Regions from separate parts of the Mus musculus genome. Here regions 2, 3 and 4 are each linked to region 1. The links are chromatin contacts, called in public HiChIP or PLAC-seq, Micro-C and promoter capture Hi-C maps. All regions are on one chromosome and are shown on one strand. Each heading gives the region's core, a stretch centred on a gene start, on an enhancer-like site or on the middle of the called end of the contact. The rest is flanking DNA. Distances are from core to core; before and after follow the strand shown. Region 1 overlaps Sptb (spectrin beta, erythrocytic). Region 2 holds the start of Rab15 (RAB15, member RAS oncogene family). Region 3 holds the start of Churc1 (churchill domain containing 1). Region 4 overlaps Ppp1r36 (protein phosphatase 1, regulatory subunit 36).

What was found. Hi-C and Micro-C count contacts between places; a contact is called where the count stands out from the background. HiChIP or PLAC-seq counts read pairs in DNA pulled down with a chosen protein or histone mark. Capture Hi-C pulls out chosen DNA fragments and counts their contacts.
Region 2: a Micro-C map of palatal mesenchyme shows a contact between it and region 1, with 2.1 times the contacts expected there. The contact joins the promoter of Rab15 here to the enhancer-like site in region 1. A contact is called at or near these places in 7 of 39 promoter capture datasets (the C10 cell line, cranial neural crest, embryonic stem cells and 4 more), 1 of 15 datasets of contacts at CTCF or cohesin (embryonic stem cells), 19 of 484 Hi-C or Micro-C datasets (B cells, the G1E-ER4 cell line, the HPC-7 cell line and 7 more), 12 of 115 datasets of contacts at active chromatin or transcription factors (bone marrow-derived macrophages, embryonic limb bud, embryonic stem cells and 2 more) and 3 of 9 other capture datasets (adipose tissue, embryonic stem cells and liver).
Region 3: an H3K4me3 HiChIP or PLAC-seq map of bone marrow-derived macrophages shows a contact between it and region 1, with 3 times the contacts expected there. The contact joins the promoter of Churc1 here to the enhancer-like site in region 1. A contact is called at or near these places in 8 of 39 promoter capture datasets (embryonic stem cells, epiblast stem cells, fetal liver and 4 more), 2 of 15 datasets of contacts at CTCF or cohesin (CD8 T cells and the NIH/3T3 cell line), 5 of 484 Hi-C or Micro-C datasets (the N1E-115 cell line, nephron progenitors, trophoblast stem cells and 1 more), 17 of 115 datasets of contacts at active chromatin or transcription factors (bone marrow-derived macrophages, cardiomyocytes, embryonic fibroblasts and 8 more) and 4 of 9 other capture datasets (adipose tissue, embryonic stem cells, liver and 1 more).
Region 4: a contact with region 1 is called in a promoter capture Hi-C map of adipose tissue. The contact joins two enhancer-like sites. A contact is called at or near these places in 7 of 39 promoter capture datasets (the 3T3-L1 cell line, cranial neural crest, embryonic stem cells and 3 more), 2 of 15 datasets of contacts at CTCF or cohesin (the NIH/3T3 cell line and large pre-B cells), 3 of 484 Hi-C or Micro-C datasets (the HPC-7 cell line, the N1E-115 cell line and embryonic stem cells), 7 of 115 datasets of contacts at active chromatin or transcription factors (bone marrow-derived macrophages, embryonic stem cells and fibro-adipogenic progenitors) and 3 of 9 other capture datasets (adipose tissue, embryonic stem cells and liver).

What each region holds. Positions count from the first base shown.
Region 1 is chr12:76,591,741-76,595,791 of GRCm38.p6, forward strand. All of the region lies in intron 32 of Sptb (spectrin beta, erythrocytic), which reads right to left. Among named protein-coding and RNA genes, the nearest start is that of AI463170, 46 kb to the left of the region's middle. Within about 2 kb of position 2,236, at least 197 of the 459 cell types and tissues checked have an H3K27ac peak or open chromatin away from gene starts, as enhancers often do. A contact at or near this core is called in CD8 T cells, the G1E-ER4 cell line, the N1E-115 cell line and 9 more, where this site is marked.
Region 2 is chr12:76,820,793-76,824,843 of GRCm38.p6, forward strand. It overlaps Rab15 (RAB15, member RAS oncogene family), which reads right to left and starts at 1,732. Exons shown (of 7, transcript NM_134050.5): 1 at 1,402-1,732. The coding sequence starts at 1,525. It overlaps Gm34988 (a long non-coding RNA gene), which reads left to right. Exons shown (of 2, transcript XR_381699.2): 2 at 1-1,108.
Region 3 is chr12:76,763,405-76,767,455 of GRCm38.p6, forward strand. Churc1 (churchill domain containing 1) reads left to right here and starts at 2,134. Exons shown (of 4, transcript NM_206534.2): 1 at 2,134-2,234. The coding sequence starts at 2,196.
Region 4 is chr12:76,428,971-76,433,021 of GRCm38.p6, forward strand. The region is part of intron 6 of Ppp1r36 (protein phosphatase 1, regulatory subunit 36); the gene reads left to right. Among named protein-coding and RNA genes, the nearest start is that of Ppp1r36, 13 kb to the left of the region's middle. Within about 2 kb of position 1,926, at least 16 of the 459 cell types and tissues checked have an H3K27ac peak or open chromatin away from gene starts, as enhancers often do. A contact at or near this core is called in adipose tissue, where this site is marked.

The DNA of each region.
Region 1 (4,051 bases), core at 986-3,485:
GCCACTGCACTGTCAGGCAGAGGAGTCTCTGGTAGAAGTGCCAGAAGCCTCTAGTCAGGGCTCAGAGCTGCTTCTCATCCAGCAGAGGTGCATGTTAAAGACAGACAGGTTCTGCCTAGACACTGGGTGGAGGAGGTGGCCAAAGCCCCTGATGACTTCTATACACTCAGCCAGCAGGCTTTGATCATCAGGAACACTCAGGCTCTGCACCACTGAGGGTGTCCATCACAGGACATCACCCAGGGAGCCTGAAGGAGAATGTAGAGCTACCTGGAAGAAATTCTGGGGGTCAGGCTGGAAGGTAGTGCAGATGTCTAGGCCCTAAGAGGGGGCCAGCGGGCAGGGTGGGCCTGCAATAGGAGGACACACTGCCTGCGGTAGAGGCTGGTTTGCTGATTTGTTAAAACACACAAGAAGAGGTGTCTGATGGGAAGATGTGTGTACCAGCTGCTGGCACGATGTCTGAGAAGGGAATTGGCTGCTGATTGGGGGACATTATGGAAAGAAAAGACACTCAGAAGAGCCTTGTAGGACCTCCTGGGATTGAGGCTAAACAAGGAGAGACTCCTGGCTCCTGGGAGTCTTGGTGGAATCTTGACAGCCTTGCAAAGTCAAGTAAGTCACATAAGCTTGGCTTTTAAAGATGCATTTCCAGGATCAGCCAGCAGGGGGTGTGGGGGACTGCACACAGACCATTAATTCCACAGGCCAAAATACCCTGGCCCAGGACCACAGGGTCTTCCTAAAGATGCTCAGTGAATTACGATGGACCCATAAGCAAAAGAACCCTGCTGACAGAACTCTCCCTCTACTGTTAATGTTGGTGAGAGCCAGGGGCATGGATGGACCTCAGAACAGACTGCTTCATGTTAGCAGTGAGATGAGTTCTGGGACAGGAGCCTAGAACGTACATAGATGGAGTGTCAAGGATGGAGGCCTTGGGCTGGTTGCTGTCTACAACCGTGGTAATGTTAGAGTCCATATGAGGGAAGGTTCTTCTCAAAGATGAAGGGTTAAGGTAAGGATGACGGGACCTAACTGACCATGTGCTAAGCACCAAGTTCTCTATGCACATTCTGTCTCGCAAGCCTCACAGGCTCTCTGTTTTACAGATTACGGGGAACAGGAAATCTGCCCACAGCCATATATCTAACAATGGAAGGTAGAAGATGGGTCTGCTTAGCTCCAAACACAATGCTTTTTCTATTCAGTCCAGGTGTGTTTATGTGCGCATAATACCGTGACTGCTGAAGAAAGTATCACCTGTTGGGTTCCCAGTCTAAATGAGATGTGCCCAGCTTACATCAGGCATGTGGCCAATTTGTTAAGGTGGTATGATCTGCTCTCTTCTCTGCTGGAAATGGGATTTGCACCACAAAAGACACACTGCTAGATGCTTTAGGCAACCAAACAGTGCCAGGTGAGGGCAGGGTGAGCAGCAACCCTAGCAGTTCGGGATGTTTATTCTCCCCAGTGCCTGACGTCTTGGCCCCTGGGCTGTGACGGAGAAGGGTTGTCTAGATAGCTTGCGAAGGGTACCTGAAAACAGTTGTTTGCAAGAGAAGAGAAAGAATCCGTTTGCTGAGTCGAAAAGCAGCCAAAGACATGCATGAGACCACGGAGCCTTGGGGTCGACAGTTCCCCCAAAGGAGAGGCTTTGCTGAACCAGAAGTGTAGGGTGGAGAAGGAAAGGCAGACTGGCATATGGCAGGCCAGGAGATGGTGAGGGGCTGCCAGGAGTGGGATTTGGAAGCAGAGAGGCTCAATCCTACACTCCAAGGGGCAACTGTTGTCTACTGAGGAGCTTGGGCAAGATAGAGGGAATATGGTTCATGGCACTGGACAAAGCAAAGGGAAGTGGAGGCTTCTCTTGGACACAGGAGGCCGCCTGACCCACTGCCACCAGAGAGCAAGCGAGGTGGTTTTCAATGTGTATGACCTGTGAGCTGACTTTAGAGGCCTGGACCCTGGCACTGTCAAGTAGGCAGTTCTCCACCCACTTCCCAGGTGCTCCCGAATGTTAGCTGAGTCTCATCCTGAGTCCATCGGTATTGGGGGACAGGGGACTGGAGAACATAGAGCTTGAAACAAGAAACTTGGGGGAGACTTTGCAGCAGAAGGACCAGGCATTAGCATCTGGCATAGCAAAGAGAGAGCTGGCCACACCCTGCTGTGTGTAACGCCCAGAAAGAGAGAAGGTTTCTCTAGGGAGCCAGGGCACAGTGCCAGACTGCAGGCAGACACACCCTTGCCACGCTGACTCAGGCATCCTGGGGAGAGAGAAACACGCCCAAGTTTGGGGCAAGGCTGACGTCTGTTTCAGGCAGAGACTGCCCATTTGGAACAAAGAGGATTTGCATTTGAGGCAAAATGTCTGAAAAAGCTGCTGTTTGGGGGTGTGGGAGGGGCAAGGACTGGGAAAGCTGTTTAGGCAAGAAGAAACAGCTGCTATCCCACTCGCACAGCATCCACCAACGTCAGAGCCTCACTGCTGGCTGCTGAGCAAAGCTGGCTGCTGGGGGCAACTGTGGCTGGAGCTATCAAGGCCTTGCCACAGGGGTGGCCATGGACCCCGAGATCCTGGTGCCTGCACAGCCCTTGGGGTACAGCCCCTCACTCACATGTGCTGGCTGCTCTCCCAAAGCCTCTGAGACAATGGAAGGAAGATCAGCAAGATTCAGATTACCCTGGCAGCCCTACTCTGACGATCAGCCTGTCTCAGGGGAAGTTGGCTGTGTGGCCATTCATGGAAGGTCACACTTAAAGAGTGGTGGCTGGGAACTACCCTGGGGTAAGATTCGTCCCTGCCAGACTGACCATGAGTAGCACCCACTCTGACACCGTCTGGAGTGGCTTTGATCCTTGGGGTCCCCCTGCACTGCACACTGGGCCTAGCCTGGGGACTTGGAGGCAGGAAGGGTAGGTTGGTTCCAAACTAAGACTGTTTCTCGTTACAGCCCCCAACAGCATCTGAGTCTTTCAGGGGTGTCACTCCTGTCATCCCAGCAGGGACAGTGTGACACAGCAGTGTGTAGGAAGAGGTTTTGAGCCTGAGGAAACTCACACTCTCTTTAACCCCATGAGAGCTTGCTCTCTTCTCTCCTAGGAGGAAACATCTTCCTACAAACACAACACTGGGCAGTCTGAGGAGCAATGCCTGGAAGATGAACATTCAGGAGAGGACCGGATCTTTCCCAGGGGAAGGGAAGCACAGGAGGCAGAGAGGGTGCCTGTCTCTTGCCAGAAAGTCCTCCTGCTTTACCCTCCGGCTGAAGGCCCCCTCAGGGCTCCACTTCTGGCATTATATAGGTTTGAACCTCAGTCCTTTCCTCAAAGAGGGACAAGGGCAAACACCCTAGGCTGTGACCTCTCCTTCCCCATCCTGATTTCACAGTAGCTTCCGGAATCTCAGAGTTAGGAGCAGATGGAAGGAAAATAGGAAAGCCATCCTCTCAGTCTCCCCCTTGGAAGGCTACGTCGCTGACTCGTGGGACTGTGGACTTTCTGTAACCTTACAAAAAGACCTTTATAAGGCAAGAGGCTTGGGGACGGGGAGAGGATTCCAAACCCACACAGGTTAACCAGAACCAAAGACCAGACCCCAGACATTCTGACTTCATCCCGAGTCTTGCTTCTTGTGATACCTTGTGTCTCTGGCTTGGCCTCACACTTACCTGTGGGAAGGGTCCGGCTTTTACCAGAATGCATTCTAACATGCAGAGGCGAGGGGCAGTAGTGGCAGTGCACAGTGATGGTTTGGCAGCTCAGTCATTGCATGTACACACACAGGAAAGGGAAGGCTGGATCAAGGCCCGCAGGGTGCCACCTATCCAGGCACTATCCAGGCAGGGCAAGGGGTACGTGGTGTTCCACTCCCATTCGTAACTCCAGCAGGAAGCGACATGCATTAGTAAGGGCTTTTACACGAAGCAATGTGGCATGTATCTAAACTACAGGACCCGACACCAGACTGCACAGATAGGACCAGCAGGAGAGCCATGGCACCCCAGGCCCATTCATGAGAAGGCACAGCATACAACTGAACCTTCCT
Region 2 (4,051 bases), core at 482-2,981, 230 kb after region 1:
CTCTCATATCCCATATGGCTCCTCGGCCCCTCCCTGCTCACTCCCATGGCTTTCCCCAACACCTGTCTCATCTCTAAGAGCTCTAGAGAGGCAGGCAGCCCTCTCTCAGGCAAGGCTCAGTATCTGCCCCCTTCTAATCCCTCCACAATGGTTCTTATTCAAACAGTGGCCCAACCCTAGCTCCTGGGGTCTCTTAGAAGCTGGCCTTAGCGTTCCAGAGAAATATAGACAAGTTTTGTTCTGGCTCTGACTTGAGGAGGGGAAAGCACACAAGGAGACCTTACGAGCGCAATGAGAGGGACCTCCAGCACTCAGTCAGCGTCACATACATGTCAAGGCCATGCCTGCCTCAACTACAAGGCTCTGTTTCTCCAGACTGCAACTACCCTCACCTTCTCTCTTGGCAAGGAGTGTGTGTTGGGGGAGGAGTGTGAAGGGAGAAGAAGAAAGCCTTAAGAGGAAGCTCTCAAGGAGAGCTGGAGTCCTCCCCGAAGGCAGCAGGGCCTTCTAGGAGAGGATTCCTACTGGATGACCAGGTTGTCAGCAGGTTGTTTCTGTCAGGAGCCACGAGAAGGATCCTCCACAGCTGACCAAGTGTGGTACCCTGGTGTCAGATATGGGTGGAATCCCCTCAAGGCAGACGTCCTGGAAGAGAGGACCTTGCCTTGCCCATGAAGGAGAGACCACTGAGTCACTCTCAGAGTGGCCCTCAATGGCCTTGCCAGGGTACCAACCAGGCCTTTGTCCGGGTCTCATGTAGGGCCTGCCTACTTGCTGACCCTCTGCTCTGCATGGACATTTCCGATTTTCCCACCGTCCTTCAAACAGTCTCTGCCCACCCGTATCTTCCTTCTTGCACTGTGGTATCCCTGTCCTCCAGGCGTCCCACCTTGTGACTTTCCCTTCACTACTGAGTCTGCCTCTGTCCACTCCTATCCTGGCTCCACACCGACTCACCCTAAAACTAAGGGTACCTCAGTGACTTACTGCCTGGTCCTCATTTTGATTCCGTTCTCCTCCCTTCATTTGGAGCTGTGGGTATATCACTTCACTGGCTGTGAATCTCGCTGCCCTGTCTCAGGGCACTCTGGCCTACACCCGCCTGTTTTCTCATCTTGGATCTTGGATCGGAAGGCTCCCCTGCCAGAAGGCAGAACTCCCATCTTTAGACCATGACTGTAGGCAGCATATACCCCTCACCTGTAGGAACCCAGTCTCAGGGCCCCAGTGTGTGTGTGGGGGGGGGAGGAACCTCACACCCCTAGGTGTATGCACTCCCTATCCCTGGCCTCCCGCGCCACCGCCTCTACCTTAAGGGGCGCACAATCCCTTCCGGGCTGGGGATAAAGAAGCAACCACCGGGAGGGGAGAATAGGGCGCCCCTGGGCCACCGCCCCTTACCGATGGTGGAGATATGCGAGGAGTGGAACTCGTTGTCGGTGAAGCGGCACAGCAGGCATGTCTTGCCAACCCCGGAGTCCCCGATCAGCAGTAGCCGGAACAGCACATCGTACTGTTTCGCCATGGCAGGGACTCAAGGGGGCCCGAGGGCTGCGGGCGGCTGCGGGCTCAGCCCCGCTCAGCCTCTGCCATCGCGGCTGGAGCCAGCCCCAGGACGCCGCGGTGGCGAGAAGGAAGCGGCCCGGCCCCCGCGCTGGCCTCGCCCGCTCGCTCGCTGGCTCGCTGGCGCGGGGAAGCGCGGCTGCGGCGGGAGCGCGTCGCGGGGAAGCTCGCGCTGGCGGGAGGTGGGAGGGGACAGCTGCGGCTGCCGCCCCTGCCCGGCCCTCCGCCCGTCCCCTGCACCGCCGCTGCAGCGGGAGCGGGGGAGGGGAGCGTCGGGGTCCCCGCGGCCGCCCGGGGCGGGATCCCAGCTCTGCTCTCAAGCCCTGGGGTGCCCGGACCCGGGCAGGGTTCGGAAGGGATACGTCTGCATCTTTCCGCCGACGATCTGAGAGGCGGAGTTGGAATGAGCGCCCACCCAGCCCAGATCCCCAACCTTGACTTCCCGGTCCCATCTCTTCTCCTCGATCAAAGCCTGATCTTGATCACTCCACCCTACCTAGGTTGCCCCTTCAGCGGCCTGGCCCAGCTTATGAGTGGCAGGTCCACCTGGGCTCACCCCTAGTTGGAAGGCCTTCATCAGGGTCTGGATTGGACCGCCCTTCCCTTCACCAACACTCCGGTGTGTTGCGGAATTAACTGTCATTGCCATTTGGCCGCCCCACAACAGTGACTTATGTCATGCCCTCCCACCTCTTAAACCGGGAAAACACCCGCTGACCCATTCATTGTTCAGTTCTTCAGAGTAGACAGATAAATTATCATTAAAAATGAAATCCAAGTTGCAAAATTATTTGGAGGAGGTTCCTGTAAAGTTTTCTTTGGGTCTAGATTGCTAGGGTAGGTTCTCGGATTACCAAATATTTATTTCTGTATACAAATGGTACCCAAGAATGAATTGTCCTCTCTAGAGACCCAGTTTACTGCTGCCAAATGTGTTAGCACCAGAGAGGAAAATCAATCCTCTCTGGGGTTCAGAAAATTGCCTGCTCTTGAGAACTAGTATTAGGGGAGAGCAAGTCTAGTCTACTGGGTCTTTAAAAAGCAACGACTGTGTGAGTGTGTGGGAGTGCATGTGCACGTGTGTGTTCAAGCTAAATATTAGATGGAAAATGAATTTGTCAGTAGGAGAAATGGATCAAGGAAAATGATAAGCCTATTTATTGTCTTGAAATGAACTACATTTCAAGCAATGTGCCTAAATGAAGGGAAACCCCTAAACATGTTTGCTACTTTTATTTAAGGAACAGATCCTAGACTGGCCATTAAGATTCCCAGGTGTGAGACTGCTCAGAGGTTGGGAACAAGGGCTGCTCTTCCAGAGGTTCAGTTCTCAGTACAGTACCCATACAGCAGCTTAACTTGAGTTCTAGGGGTTCCGACATCTGCTTCTAGTCTCTGCAGGTGCCAGGCATGCATGCGATGCACAGATAGGCATGTATAAATGTGATAATTAATATATATGTGTATACACACACACACACACACACACACACAGAGGTGCATTTCTCTGCATTTGGTTTTTGCTGGGTTTCAAAGGCATGATGGGGGCTCTTGGGTGAGACACATGAGTTCTTCCAGGTACCGTGCTCAACAGCTGTGAAATCTTGCCTCTCACTTTCCTCATCAAAATAAGGGTACTTAGGGTAACGATCTTCTTATGGGATTGTAAAAATAAGGTGCTACATAGAAAGTTCTAGGACTTTGTTTAGCATGGTACTTGACTTAATAAATCCTCAGTTATAGAACACTCCATTGATTTTTTTTCTGCTTCCCTGGGCTATAAAAATAGCCCTCAGATGAAGGCTAGGGATAGCTTTGCTGAACTGAGGCCTAATTTGCTGTGGTCCCCAGCCCAGCCCCCTCATCAGTGCAAAGAACACAGAGCATGTGTTGGCCAGCAGCCCCGATGTTAGGTTCCTTAGCTGCTTTCCCATTGAGCCACTGTAAATACTGTCCCTGGTCTCTCCTTTCGGGATGATACTGATTACCTGCGGCTCTGTCAGAGAGAGCAGGGGAGACATGCAAGACGAGGCAAATCTCTCAACCCATAGGGGAACTTTCCTTTTTAAAAAATTGCTTTTTCTGGGTAAGACGGGAAAGTGAAGTGTTTTTTTTGTTTTTGTTTTTAAAGGGGGTTGTTACTAAAAAGTAAGTCTATTTCATCATACAGGGCTGATTTCAAACTCAGTAGCTTCCACTGTTTGTTTAAACGCATGTGGGTGGTGGGTAGTGCTGAAGAGACTTGACTCAGTGATTAAGAGGACTTCCTGTCTGCTCTGGCAGAGGCCTGGAAATAGGTTCTCAGGACCGACACTGGACGGCCCACAGCTGCCTGTAACTTCAGCTCCAGAGGACCTGAAGCTCTTTTCTGTACTCCACGGGTGTGTGTGTGTGCGCGCGTGTGTGCACATGCACACGCACATACACAGAGGAGGAGGAGGGAGAAGATGGAAGAGGAGGAAGAGGTGAAAGAGGAAGAGGAGGAGGA
Region 3 (4,051 bases), core at 884-3,383, 170 kb after region 1:
ACATTTATTTCCACACACACATACTAGTGACTACTGATGTGTTTATAAAATGATAAAGAGAGGTGGGGTATGTTCTATGGAGGCATAGAAAGGGGTGTCTCTGTGGGCCCAGGCTGAGGCATCCCTTCCCCCTGAGGGACCAGCCACAGGACCATATAGTATAGAATAGAGTTTATTCAGGGCATGGGGAGGGGAGTCAAGAGGGTAGTAGAGGCAGAGAAAGGCAGAGAAAGAAAGAGTAGAGAAGTAGAGGGGTAGAGACCAGCCATGAGCATGTGGAGAGAGAGGGGAAGAATGGTCGAGAAGACAGAGCAGGGGCAGGAAGACAGGAGCAAGAGAGTGAAGAGGTGGGCAAGCAGCCCCTTTTATAGTGAGTCAGGCACACCTGGCTGTTGCCAGGTAACTATGGGGTGGAGCTTAGAATGCTAACAACTACATTCTGGGTATCATGGAGAACAGCTTTTTTTTCCTTCCTGAGGGTGTATTACCTTACTTAATATTATAAGTCCACTCATTTTCCTACAAATTTTGTGATTTCATTTTTTTTCTTTAGAACTGAATAGTATTTTTTTTCCTGTGTAGCCCTGGTTGTCCTGGAACTCTATCTATAGACCAGGTTGGCCTAAACTGCACAGAGTTTGGCCAGCCTCTGCCTCCCGAGTGTTGGTACTAATGTCATGTGCACCACTGCCCAGCTCCATTTTTTATATAGAGAGATTTTTCATTTTACTTTTATCTGTTGACAGACAACTAGGTTGATCTTAATTCTTGGTAGAGTAAATAAATCAGGAATAAACACAGGGGTGTAAATATTCCTATGTGTTCTGGGTAAATGCCCAGGAATAGAATAACAGGTTCATATGGTGATTCTAGTTTTAACTTTTTGAGTAGTCACCAAACTGATTCTACAATGTCTGTATTTTAATTTGCACTCCCACCAACAGTGACTAACAGTTCCTTTCTCTCCACATCCTTCCCAGCATTTGTCATCAGATTTATTGATGAGAGCCATTCCGACAGGGGTGAGAGGGTATCTAAAAAATAATTTTAATTTGCACTTCCCTGATGTTTGAGGACAATGAACACTTATTGGCCATGTTTTGTTTTTTTTTTTAATTTTGAAAAGTGTCTATTCAATTCATTTGCCCATTTATTGACTGGCAGTTTTGTTTCCTTGGTATTTAGTTTCTGCAATTCTTATAAATTCTGGATATTTGCCTCTTGTTTGAAATATGGCTGGTAAAGATGTTTCCCATGCTGAGGACTGTTTTTTTCTGCTAATTGTGTCCTTTGCTGAATAGAAACTTTTCGTGTAGTCCGTTGATACTAAGGGTTAGTTTCTGTTAGTGTTAGTGTTCCTGTGCTAATTAAAAAGTTCTTGTCCAAAGCAGTGTCTTTTTTAAAAAATTTACTTTTATTTTATGCACATTGCCTGCATGTGTGTTTGTGTTAGGGTGTCAGATCTTGGAGTTACAGACAGTTGTGAGCTGCCATGTGAGTTCTGGGAAGTGAAATTGGGTCCTCTGGAAGAGCATTCAGTGTTCCTAATGGCTAAGCCATCTCTCCAGCCCCTCCAACCCAATATCTTGACAACTATCCCCTATGTTTTCTTCTGGAAGTTTCAGTGTTTCCTGTTTTAGATAATGGGTTTTGATCCATTTTTGAATTGATTTTTGTACAAGGCGTATGATAAGAATCTAATTTAAATAATTTAGTAGGTTCTCGACAGCGCTCTAAGCTTCTCTTCCCAAACACCAGCTTACTCCTTCTCTGAAGTCTGATCTCTTATCTGTTATTATAGCACAAAATGGTATTTAAACTGTCATTTCAGGTTTTTTGAGTCTGGTAAAAATGGAGGCAAGAAGAAACAATTCCCCTTTTTGCTGTACTTCTGTAATTCTTTTTTAATCAGAATTCAAGAAGGCGCCTATTAGAAGTTCTTTCAGGCTCAAAGCCTCTTCCTCTTTTCGACACTTCTTTGAGTCCTCAGATCTTTTCAATACCTGAAGATTTTTGAGTCCAGTCCTCGGTGCACCCTCCTTACCCGGAGACCGCCTAACAACCGTTGCTATGGGCGGAGACTTTTAGCCAGCTGTGGAGTCCTTAGATCGTGTGCGACAAAATCGATATCTCAACTCTCGCGAGGTTTCGCCTTCCGGGTGTCGCTGGGGTCGTTCTCCGAAAACTGCGTGACGATGTGTGGGGACTGTGTGGAGAAGGAGTACCCCAATCGGGTGAGCAAGTGGGCGCGAAGAGCCTCTCGCAGGCTCGGTGTTCGACCGATATTCCTAGACAGGCCAGGGGCCCACTCTGCAGTCCTGTCACCCCAGTGACCCTGAGTACCGGCCGCAGGTTCCCTCTGGTGGCTGACGTCAGCGGTCCTTCCGGTTCTGTTGCTGGGGACAACGGGGAACCCTCAAAATTACCTACCCACCCAAATTGACAGCAGCCTCTGAGGCCCTGACGCGATCCCGGCTTCATCCTCCAGCTCGACTTGATGGAATTCTTTTTACCTCATTCTGTCGCTGAATGAACGTATGAGGTCATTTTAAAATCCACCTTTTTTGAGACAGGTTTTGTGTAGCCCAGGCTGGTTTCGAACTCTCTATGTACCCGAGGAGGATTTTGTTTGACTTTGATCCTCCTTCCACATACCTCTTGAACGCTGGCATTACAAGCGCGCGCCACTGGGCTCAATTTAGAAAATGTTAGGGATGGAAGTGAGAGCTTGGTGCGGAGGCAAGCTTGCCACCGACTGAGCTACACTTCCAGCCTCTGGTTCTAACCCACGTTTGAAGATGGCAGAACTGGTCCCCAGAGAGGACCTATCACCTGCCCAAGTATGAGAGCCGAGACTAGATTGTGATCTCCCTCTCCGCCTCGTCCCGTTCTCTTTTCCTTGCGCCTTCCCTTTCCCCTTCCCTTCTTAGCACTGAGGCCTGACCCCAGCATGTGTCCCTACCAGGCAAGCACTCTGCCAACAGAACTATACCCCCTGCTCTTATTTTAAGCCTTTGCGCCTCTCGGGCTTAGGAGGTTTTGAGGCTTGGCTCTTACTGTTCTTTCAGGGAATCACTACTGCACGTTGATGTGTGTAGAGAGTGCTTGGCTGCTCTGTGAAGGAGTGACTGCCAAGGCTCTGGGGCTGCTTCTGGGCTTGCAATTTGGGGGCATAGGATTGACAGGCTGCTGTTTAAACGTAGTGAAAAGGAAGATTGAGCAGGAATGGGGCTGCGGTGTTCTCCTTCCACATAAGGTGGGTTTGGACGATGATTTAGAGGAGGAAGGATCTGCAGGACAATAGCAAGATGAAGGACCCTTGAGTTGGCTGGGAGGGAAAACATCCTCATAGTTCTTTCTCTTAATAGTTTGTGAGTGATGGGCACACACCTCTAATCCCAGCACTGGGGAGACAGAGGCAAGCAGATCTCCAAGTTCAAGGCCAGCCTGGTCTATAGAGCTAGTTTGAGGACAGCTAGAGCTACACTGAGAAACCCTGTCTTGAAAAAACAACAAAAACCCCACAAAAAGAAAACTTCTTTTTTGAGTTATATGTAAGTCTTTTGAGATTGTTATGTTAGAGGAATTTTCATTATGGTACAACCACTTTGGTTTATAAAGTCATTACCATTCATTATCAAATTTAAATGTCCCCTGGAATGACACAGAAGTGCTTATCCCGGAAAAATGCACGTGCTCTCATCTCCTGGCAACGTGTATAAGAATGCTTGTAAGATCATTATTTGTCGTAGGCCAGAGCAAAACTCGTGTTCGTAAAAGGAAATGTCTTAAGAGTAGGGTTGTGGGCTGGAGAGATGGTTCAGCGGTTAAGAGCACTGACTGCTCTTCTGAAAGTCCTGAGTTCAATTCCCAGCAACCACATGGTGGCTCACAACCATCTGTAATGGAATCTGATGCCCTCTTCTGGTGTGTCTGAAGACAGCTTCAGTGTACTCATATAAAGAGTAGGGTTGTGAGTGTGAATTAGATTTAGAGTATCAGCTCTCAAGTGGAAGCGGTTTGGCAATATCTAGAGACACTTGATTGTCAC
Region 4 (4,051 bases), core at 676-3,175, 160 kb before region 1:
ACTGGCAGCCTCACTTAGGCTGAGGGGGTGGTGGCATGCTGGAAAGTTTTCTGGTCTAGGAATTTCTCTGTATAGCCCTGGCTGTCCTGGAACTCACTCTGTAGACCAGGCTGGCCTCGAACTCAGAAATCCGCCTGCCTCTGCCTCCCAAGTGCTGGCGTGCACCACCACTGCCCAGCGTCTAGGAAACATTTTACACAGGAGAATTTGCTTTGTTTTAAAGCTCACTGAGCAGTTCACACAGGAATTCTCATAATGAAACATTGCAGCAAGCGTACATCAGCACCGTTCAATGATGAGATATAATGAGAGCCATATTTGCAACTTAAAATGGTCTACATCATCATCATCTTCTTCATCATTGGTTTTTCAAGACAAGGTTTCTCTATGTAGCCCTGGCTGTCCTGGAACTTGCTCTTGTACATCAGGCTGGTCTCAAACTCAGAGATCCACCTGCCTCTGCCTCCCAAGTGCTGAGACTAGAGGCCTGCACCACCACCGCTGCTGGACCCAAAATTTTCTAATGCATTATTAGAAATTTTTATTTTTAATATTATTTAATATTTTTGATAATAAAACATTTTAATGTTTTTATTTTTAAAGATACAAAATGACATCTATCTAAAGTTAATTTAAATAATTATTTTATCCAACCTATTGAGTTAAAAATATTATGATGATAACATGTAGTCAACACTAGGATGTTACTATTTTAAAATAATTCTATTTTTAAAATTGTATTCCTTCTTTGTGCATACATATATGCTATATACATGTGTGTGTGCATGCATTTGTATGTGCAGGTGAGTGTGTATAGTGTATGCATGTGTATGCATGTGGTGTATGCATGTAGGAGTGGGGTAGTATGCTCACATGCACATGCGCATGGGCATGTGAAGGCCTGAGGTCTCTAGCATTCCCACCATGTGTTTTTTTTGTTGTTGTTGTTTTGGTTTGGTTTGGTTTGGTTTTTTCGAGACAGGGTTTCTCTGTGTAGCCTCGGCTGTCCTGGAACTCACTCTGTAGACCAGGCTGGCCTCGAACTCAGAAATCCGCCTGCCTCTGCCTCCCAAGTGTTGGGATTAAAGGCGTGCTTCACCACGCCCCCCACCATGTGTTTTGAGACATGGCCTCTCACTGTATTCTTGCCGTAAGCTTGCTGATTTTCAGCTAGACTGGCTGGCCAAGGGCCCCAGGGACTTGTCTGTCTCATTTCCCCACAGAGCTGAGGTCACAGATGTCTGCCACCATGCCAAGTTTACACAGGGATGCTGGGGATCCAAGGCTGGATCCTTAAGCCTGAGCACCAACCACTTTACCTACTGAACCACCTCCCCAGCCCTGGGAGGCTAGCAATGGGAGACTTTACGTTTTTCTGTAATCTTTAGAATCTGCTCTCTTTCTCTCTCATTTCGTGTACATCAGTGATTTGCCTACATGTACATCTGTGTTAGGGTGTCGGATCCTCTGGAACTGGAGTTAGAGACATGTGGGTGCCGGGAATTGAACCAGGCTCCCCTGGAAGAGCAACCAGTGCTCTTGACTGCTGAGCCATCTCTCCAGCCTGAATCTAGTATCTCTAATGGCCTCCTCAATTCAGAGGAGTGCTCAGCAGGCACATATAGCTAGTGACTTCAACATGGAACCGTGCAGCGCTCTCTCGCTCCGTCTCCCTTTCTCTCTCTCCCTCTCTCTCATTTTTTTTTAAATGCTTACAAAATTCATGCTAAAAAGTTTGTAAGAGTTTGGTAACAAAAAGCTAAATTGTTAGTGGTTTTGTTTTTGTTTTTGTTTTTTTTAAGTAGATTTAGCTGGGGGGAGAACGTCCGTAGAAAACTTAACTGCACTGTTAGGCAGCAGTGGCTGAAAGACAAACTCTGGGAACTTGGAGCCCAGAACACAACACTGCCTCCTAGGCTAGGTGACCTTTCACAAGCTGTGGAACTTTCCAAGTGCCCAGGCTGTTCTGTTCTCCCCTCTGTGGGATTTCACTGTTAGGAATGCTGAGGAGGGCCATTGATTTGTTGCTACAGAATGTTTTTAAAATAGAAAACCCCGTATCTGACCAAGCCATTGGAGAAACAGTTTGTGAACTGATAGATGACCCTGGATAGCAGTTTTGTAATACTTCTGACACTGCTGTCCCTGCGATGCCACCAGGAGATTCGCAAAGTGAGTGTTATTTCAGGGTGGCATTTCCCAGCAGGGCAGCCAGAACACGAAGCGTTTCTATGACAGCATCCACAGCTGAGGCCAACTGTGGCTTACAACACTTGAGGAGCCTCAGAGTCCCAAGCTGGGCTCAGTGAGTTTGTCCAGCTCTTTGGCTGGTTTTGTTCTCCCATTTCTTTTAACTCTGAGGCTCATTACTGATCTAGCAAAGACATTTCTTTTACATATTAGCTTATAAGTTATAGAGAAGAAAGGTCTCCCAGCTAGTTTTTAAATGCACTGAAAACTAACCAGAACACAGCCAAATAGGAAAACAAAGCAGCCCAAATCTTCGATTATGGGTTCTGAACATCATGACAACTTTTCATTTTTCAAGTGTCTGGAAATCAGTCGTTTTATAACAGAGTTAAATATAGACTGTGTTAGGGTGTTTGCACAGAGGAAAAGAATTGATTTCAGTCCTGCAAAGTCAGTAACTGCCAAGCCCTTACGTCATAACTGGCTGCGTGCGAGCTTTCCTCTCATGCCACTTGTGTTTGTGGATTTTGAACATTACCTGTTTCTCTGATAGATAAATAATATCTGTAGGTCAGCTGGTGCTTGCCTTTGATCCCAGGACTTGGGAAACATTGGCAGGTGGATATTTATGAGTTTGAGGCCAGCTTCATCTACATAGTACGTTCCAGGGCAACCAGGGCTACATAGTGAGACACTCTGTCTCAATAATAATAATAATAGTTGTTATTTATTTTATATATTAATTTGTTACTTGTTATATATTTATTATAAAATTGTTATTGTGTATTGAATTTGGTGGTTTTGAGATGGTCTTATTTAGTTCAGTATGGCCTTATGATCAATATATCTCTGAGGTTGATCTTGAACTCCTGATCCTCCTGCCTAGTCTGTCAAGTCCTGGGATTGTGGGTGTGTGCTACCATGCCTAGCTCAGATTTTCAGAACTGAATATCTTTTTGTTTTGTTTTGTTTTTTAGAACAGTGTGTTTTCATTCACAAAATTTCTCCGTCTGACTTTGGATAATGCTTTTTAAAGAATAAATTTCTAAGAGGGATCAAAACGTACAATCACTTCTATGTCTCTTTAAATTCCCTTTCAAATGTTTTTTTGTTCTCATAGAATTATGCCAACTTCATTTTGGCAGCAATGTGTGTGATATTTCACTTTCCACAAGATTGTCAGTGTCGCAGTTTTCATTTTAGGTGAAGCTAGGGGTCGAACGCACGGTCCTGTGCACAAACTGCATCCCTACCCCTTCGCGTGCTAAGGACTGTGTTTGTCAGTTCAGGTGAACCTCTCACTGGATCAACTGTCTGAAGAATGTTTAAGGGTGGGGGATGTAGCTTAGTTGGTAGAGTGCTTGCTTAATACACACAAAGCCATCATGGTGGTTCAGTCTGTAATCCCAGCACTTGGGAGGTGGAGGCAGAGAGAGCAGATTCACAGGTGTTCATAGTGGTCCTCAGCTACACAGTAGGTTCAAGGCCAGCCTGGGCTACATGATGCTCAGTCTCCTCTACTCCCACACATAAATTTTAGAAGCAATGGGCAGAACTGAAGACACGTGTCCTAAATCCTAGAGGGGATGGTTTTCAGGCTCGGCACATGGGTGGGAACAGATGGGCTCTGCCTGGAATTCTGGGATTTTGTGTTTTTCCTTTGTGCTTTGGCTTCATGGCTTCCCCTTTTCTTCCCACTTTCAACAGGGTTTTATAAACGATTTATTGATCTTAATAGTGTGTAGGTGTGTATGTCTGCATGGCGGTATGTGCACGTGAGTGCAGGCACTCTAGGAGGCCAGTTACAGGTCAGATGTCACATGGGTGCTGGGAACTGAACTCAGGTCCTCTGGAAGAACAG